Regions from separate parts of the Gossypium hirsutum genome. Here region 2 is linked to region 1. Evidence: chromatin contacts called from public Hi-C data. All regions are on one chromosome and are shown on one strand. Each heading gives the region's core, a stretch centred on a gene start, on an enhancer-like site or on the middle of the called end of the contact. The rest is flanking DNA. Distances are from core to core; before and after follow the strand shown. Region 1 holds the start of LOC121218408. Region 2 overlaps LOC121218541 (a long non-coding RNA gene).

Evidence for each region. Hi-C and Micro-C count contacts between places; a contact is called where the count stands out from the background.
Region 2: a Hi-C map of leaf shows a contact between it and region 1, with 2.8 times the contacts expected there. The contact joins the enhancer-like site here to the promoter of LOC121218408 in region 1. A contact is called at or near these places in 15 of 34 Hi-C or Micro-C datasets (callus, fibers, hypocotyl and 3 more).

Annotation. Positions count from the first base shown.
Region 1 is chrD06:41,290,369-41,293,282 of Gossypium_hirsutum_v2.1, forward strand. It overlaps LOC121218408, which reads right to left and starts at 1,393. Exons shown (of 3, transcript XM_041095582.1): 1 at 1,247-1,393; 2 at 955-1,126; 3 at 1-793. The coding sequence starts at 1,393.
Region 2 is chrD06:41,515,789-41,518,702 of Gossypium_hirsutum_v2.1, forward strand. It overlaps LOC121218541 (a long non-coding RNA gene), which reads left to right. Exons shown (of 2, transcript XR_005914922.1): 2 at 1-231. Among protein-coding and RNA genes, the nearest start is that of LOC121218541, 3.8 kb to the left of the region's middle. Within about 2 kb of position 1,468, at least 8 of the 9 cell types and tissues checked have an H3K27ac peak or open chromatin away from gene starts, as enhancers often do. A contact at or near this core is called in fibers and leaf, where this site is marked.

The DNA of each region.
Region 1 (2,914 bases), core at 143-2,642:
CCACGAGACACCAACAGATTAGCGTTTTTTTTGCATAGAACCCTCAACATCAACAAAATTAGCATTAGGCCCATTAAACTGTCCACCAACAAAATTAGTATTAAGCCCATTGATAGGTACATTATTCGGCCCATTAATCTGCTCATCAAGAGGCCCAATATGCTGACCTGCATGCAACCCAAACTGATGCACATTATGTTTCCAATTAACAGGCCTAAAATACTGGTTGTTAGTTGGCCCAAAATAGTGCCCAGTTTGCCGCCCAAAGAACTAACTATGCTGTTGCCCATGAATCGGCCCAAAATTCTGACGAGAATCTGACCTACGATACTGCCCAGCAGATTGGCCTGCATAATGCGGCCTATGCCTTTCATAACACCCAGACGGGCTAATAGACCACTGCCCATTTGAATCCCCTGCAAAACCAACTTCATTCTATCACAAAAAAACCTAGCTTGCGACGCTCTAACCTTTTCTTGTCGATTATACACGGACGGTGAAAACCTCAGCATGGTGGAGGTATTTGGACCATCATAAGACCGATTAAAACGATAGAAGCATCGTTGCACTATGTGGCCAAATCGATTGTAAATCTGGCACTGCATGCGCGACCAGGAGCCACGCCCTCGTAGACCCACTGTCGTTCGACCTTCGCCCGAACCAGAATCAACAACTGCAGTGACATCAGATGCCACAACATGGTTAGCTTGAATGGGAATCTCACGCACAGCCCGCACCTGACGGCTTCCAAATTCCAGGAGTACATTAACCAAACGGCTAAAAGGAAGGGGCTCTGGTGAGAAAGAAGCCAATGTTAGTAGGACATCAAAATCTGATAGGAGCCCAGCCAAAACAACTTCCACATTTTCAGCATCTGATATCACCGATCCAAGTCTACAAGTAAAGCACAGGTATTCTCTATTCTTGAAATATATACTGTCATAATTAACTCACCTTTTTTTAGGGAATGAAGATCATGTTTGATGCGAGAGATTTTCACACTGGTTGACGCAGCAAAAAGGCGATTTGTAATGTTCCAGCCATCACAAGCAGACTGAGCAGAGGTAAAGCATGATAAAAGTGATGAGCTAATCGTGCTTAGGAGCCAAGAAGTCAATAGCTTATCCTATTGATTGAACATAACTGCCTCTGGGTTTGGAACTAACGTACCTTCTAAAGACGCAAGAAACTAAGACGAAGCAGACAAAATTCCTTCCAAAAAATTTTACAGCTCATATCCCTCAACTATCAGTCTGATATGTTGCTGCCATTGAACAAAGTTATTGCCCTCTAACTTCATCATGTCATGATGAGGGAAGGATTGAACCAAACATTGACCGAAAAACGCAGAACTCATAGGATCAACGAAATTAGAATCGGCTGATGGTGCCATAATCGCAACAACAGAAGCACGTACCAAGACTAAGCAACTGATACCATGTAACAAATATAGAAGAATTCTTTAGTCTTTATTCTCTAATCTTAATCAATACATTCTTGAGGTTTTATTTACACATGAGAACCACCTGCTTAATGAACTGCTTAACAGGCTTTCTACCAAACTAACTACCTTATTAACTGTTTAACATTTAGCAAAATTCCAAAATTCTAAAGATTATGAGAAGGTTTTATCACAAGGACCATGGATTATCTTCGGGCAATACTTGACGGTTCAACCTTGTACTATTGATTCAATTCAACAAGTCCCTATCCTAGTAATGTCCTGGCTTGGATTAGACTCCTAGGGTTGCCTAGCCATCTCTATAAAAAAGAGGTATTAGGGAACTTGGGGGAATGGTGGGGAAGGTTACCAAATTGGATTTTAATACAGACAACCAAATAAGGGGTCGATACGTGCGAATGGTTATTTTTATCAATCTGGAGAAACCTCTTATCTCACAAGTCCTCATCAATGGAAATCTTTAATGATTTGAGTACAAAAGCTTATTGATTTTCTTCTTCTCGTGTGGACAGTATAGCCACTCCAAGAATGGTTATCCGCATATACAAGCAACAGGGAACATATCAGAAGAATATACTCTGACAATCAAAAACCCATGACCAGATGCAGACTTGACGATCTAAAACGATGATTTCAGTCATTGGATGCTGGTGGAAAGGAGATCCAAGTGTAACTCACGTGAATAGAACAAACTTGGAAAGAATGGAGAAGGGGAGAAATTTTCGGGGTCGAGATTTCATGCCTTATTTTTCAATGTTGATTCTTTAAGGAGTAATTTCGGGAAAAAAGAGAGATATTCGGCCATGGAAAAATGGGAAATAAATTGTAAATGTAGATTTTGGGAAGATATTATCAAGGTGAAAGAAATCTGAAGTTCGATCTCGGGAAAGGTTAGTGGGTTCTTTAATTAACAAAAATTCTACTTCTATTTTGAATATTTCTAGGTCCAATACTCGTAACAAGGGCCCAAGTAAAAAACAAGTGGGCTATCGATTGGGCAGAGTTCTAGGTCCAGCAGTGCACCTGGACCAAAGGAGCCTTTGAAGGACCATTTGATAGGTGGGGCGATCCAACCCAACACTGGGAAAACCGATACTGCTGATGACAATTCTGCTGGAATTCTTGATTGAGAAGTTAGAGATTTGGGTGATAAAATGCTCACGGTTCCTGCAGGTTTTAATGATAAAAAATTTTAATCCTGCATTTGAAGAAGTAGAAGTTCGGGCAGTGACCACAAATGAAAGCATTCTCAACTCCAATTATCATTCGATAATTACCTTTCAAGCAACCTCTAGCTTGAATTTGACTGGGACAAAGGGCGTTAATAAAGCTGCTAAGTTAAGAAATACTTTTAACCCGATTAATAGTCACGATAATGGTGGAAAAGCAAGGGATCGTAAGGGTGGTTGGAAGATTAATAAAACTCTTAAGGGACCAAGTAATCATTTTAAG
Region 2 (2,914 bases), core at 218-2,717, 230 kb after region 1:
ATAAACCACCAGGCTTCAAATCTAAAATTACTAATCCAACCTAGATCTTCAGATTTTCTGGTATCTAAAAGAAGAGGATAGTGATCTGAAAACGTATGAGTGAAATGTTGAACTTTCACATTAGGAAACAGCATAATCCACTCTGTGTTAGCCACTCTTCTGTCGAGACGTTCTTGAATATTTGTCTCTGGTAAATTACCCCTCTCCCAAGTGAACCAGCGGCCCACAAAACCCACATCATATAGGTGACAATCTTCAAGCATTTTCCTGAATAACTCCATCCTTCTTTCATCTCTAGGTAGTCCTCATTTCTTCTCGAATCCATACATGATTTTGTTAAAATCGCCACACACCAACCATGGAATTGCCTCACCCACTGCTAATTTCTTCAAAACTTCACATGAATCGTTTCTGTCCTGTGCATATGAAGAACCATAAAAGCCTGTAAATCTCCATTTAACTCCTTTTTCTTTATCTTCAACTAACACATCAATGTGTCTTTTAGAAAAACTACGTAGTATTAAATCCGTGTCAGTTCTCCATGTTAAACATAAACCTCCTCTCGTACCCTCAGCTGCAACTTCAATCCCGTGTAAGAAACCACATCTTCTACGAACAATTTCTAACTATTTTATACTTAATTTTGTCTCCATGAAAAAGACTATTTGGGGATTATTTATCTTCAGTAAATACCGAAGTCTTTTAACCGTCCGTTGTCTCCCCAAACCACGGACGTTCCAACTTAAGATTTTCATTGCTTCCGGTCGGCTGACCTTTTGGCAGTCGCCGATGATAAAAAGGTAGTGTCCTCCATCTCAACCCTGTTCCGTTTTTCCCCTCATCCCCAATAAAAGTTTCATCTTCCACGTCATACTCTATAGCTACTTTTCCTTGAAAGGATCTTAATCTTTCCTTCCCATAACCAATAGATGATCCTCCCCCAAAGCAACCCACAAGCTAATAATCTATTCCTTCTTTTTGTGTAGATGGTTCTTCCTGGACAATCAAAATTTCTTCTTCTTCATTAATCGAAAGATTTGCTAATCCGGTCTCCATACTTGCAGGATCTGTACAAAAACGATGGAACTCGCCCGCCTTCAAGAGAACAGAGAGGGAATATTCAGAAATTGACGATCATCAAGATTTGAAACAAATAAAACACCAGAACGAAAACAACCAAAAAACCTAATAACTCATGCCAGAGGCGGCAGACAATGCGTGCTAGGGCAGCAGACTATTACTATTTCATACTCTCAATTGCATAATGACTTTTTTAGTTGTTCAACTTAATATATATGTTTCATATTAATTTCAAACTAGATATTTCATTATTTAATAGATGTTATAATGACCCAATTTTATCTGGTCCAGACAAAAATAAATAAATAGAAATAATAGAGTCCATTAACAAAAGTCCATTTACAAAATCCTAAATACCCAAGACACCTAAGTCCAAGCCCAAAAAACCTAAACTAATCAAAAAACTCTAGATCCCCTATGCGCCGCTGTTTCTGGCCATGTCAGTGAATACATTGCCTGAGGATTGCCTCCATTGCCATCATTTCACTGAAATGGCAAGGGTGCGACTCCCTATTGTCGTTGACCACCATAACGACTTGCAAGAAGAAAGAGACAGAAACAGTAACAGAAACAACAATAAAAAAAGGAAAAATAAAAATGAATATCCTGTAATATGTTCGGCTATAAAAGCCATAACAACAAATGCATCTTTTTACAGACAATCGAAAGAGAAATACAGAAAGAAACTATAATAGTTTTTTTTAAAGGTATTTTTCTTTTTTTATTTTTTCGAATATTGCATATATATATAAAAGAATACGAAAGGTTTGTTTTTACCTCTATTACTGTCGTCGGAGTCTTCTATGGCTTAGAAGGCTGCAAAACCCTTGGGGGTTCGCCTAAGGCCGCGTCAGAGGACGACTAGAAACCGAAAGGGCCATTTTTTTGTTGTTGAACTTTGACCGGAGCTAGGGATTTTGACCCCAAATTCGAATTCCCCAAAAGATAGGGACAAAAGGCTTTTTTTTGCGATCTTCGGCCATCAGAGGCAGCAGTCTCTGTTGTCGATGATCGATGGCCACAGTTGAGACTCGCCAACACCAGGGCCGGATATGGAAGGGATGAGAGAAAAAAAGGGGCCTAAAGTTTTTTTTTAAAAGAATAAGTTTAGAAATGATTTTTTTTTTAGAACTTTTTGGTATATATAAGGACCAGGATGCAATGTCGTTTTGGCTAGGCTCTAGAGGCCCCAAAATGACATCGTTTTAAACACAACCCAATGACCCAAACCAAATTCCCTTAGGATCCGTACGTTTTCAAGGGGAGGGTCTAATTGCTTATTTGACCCTCCATCTTTTTTGTTATTTTACAATTTCATCCTACAATTCATTATTTAATTTCTATTTTTTCCCTTTTATTTTACTCTTGTGCAATTTAGTCCCTTGACCCACTATTGACCCTCCGAGGGAAGGACACGTGTAATATGGGTGGGATAACTACCCATTTGGTTCTTGTTCCTTTTCGTATGTTCTATTTTAGTCCTTTTTTTTGCTTTATTTATTTATATAATTCATACTTTAAATTTCATTTAAATTTCCATTTAATCATTCATTTATTTAATTTCACCCCTTTACTTACTTTTTTTTAGCACTTAAAATTTATGATGTTTATATTCTTTTTTTATGCATTTTTTAGGTGGTTATTACATATTTTTATTTATTTATTTATTTTGGTATTATGATAGTGATATGACTATTGCTATTAGTATTATGAATTAATATTTTTATTATTATTATAGTTGCATTATTATTATGGTATTTATTTATTCATTATTTATCATTTTAATATTGATATTTTGCCCACATGGCTATTTTATATTATTTTGCTATCACTA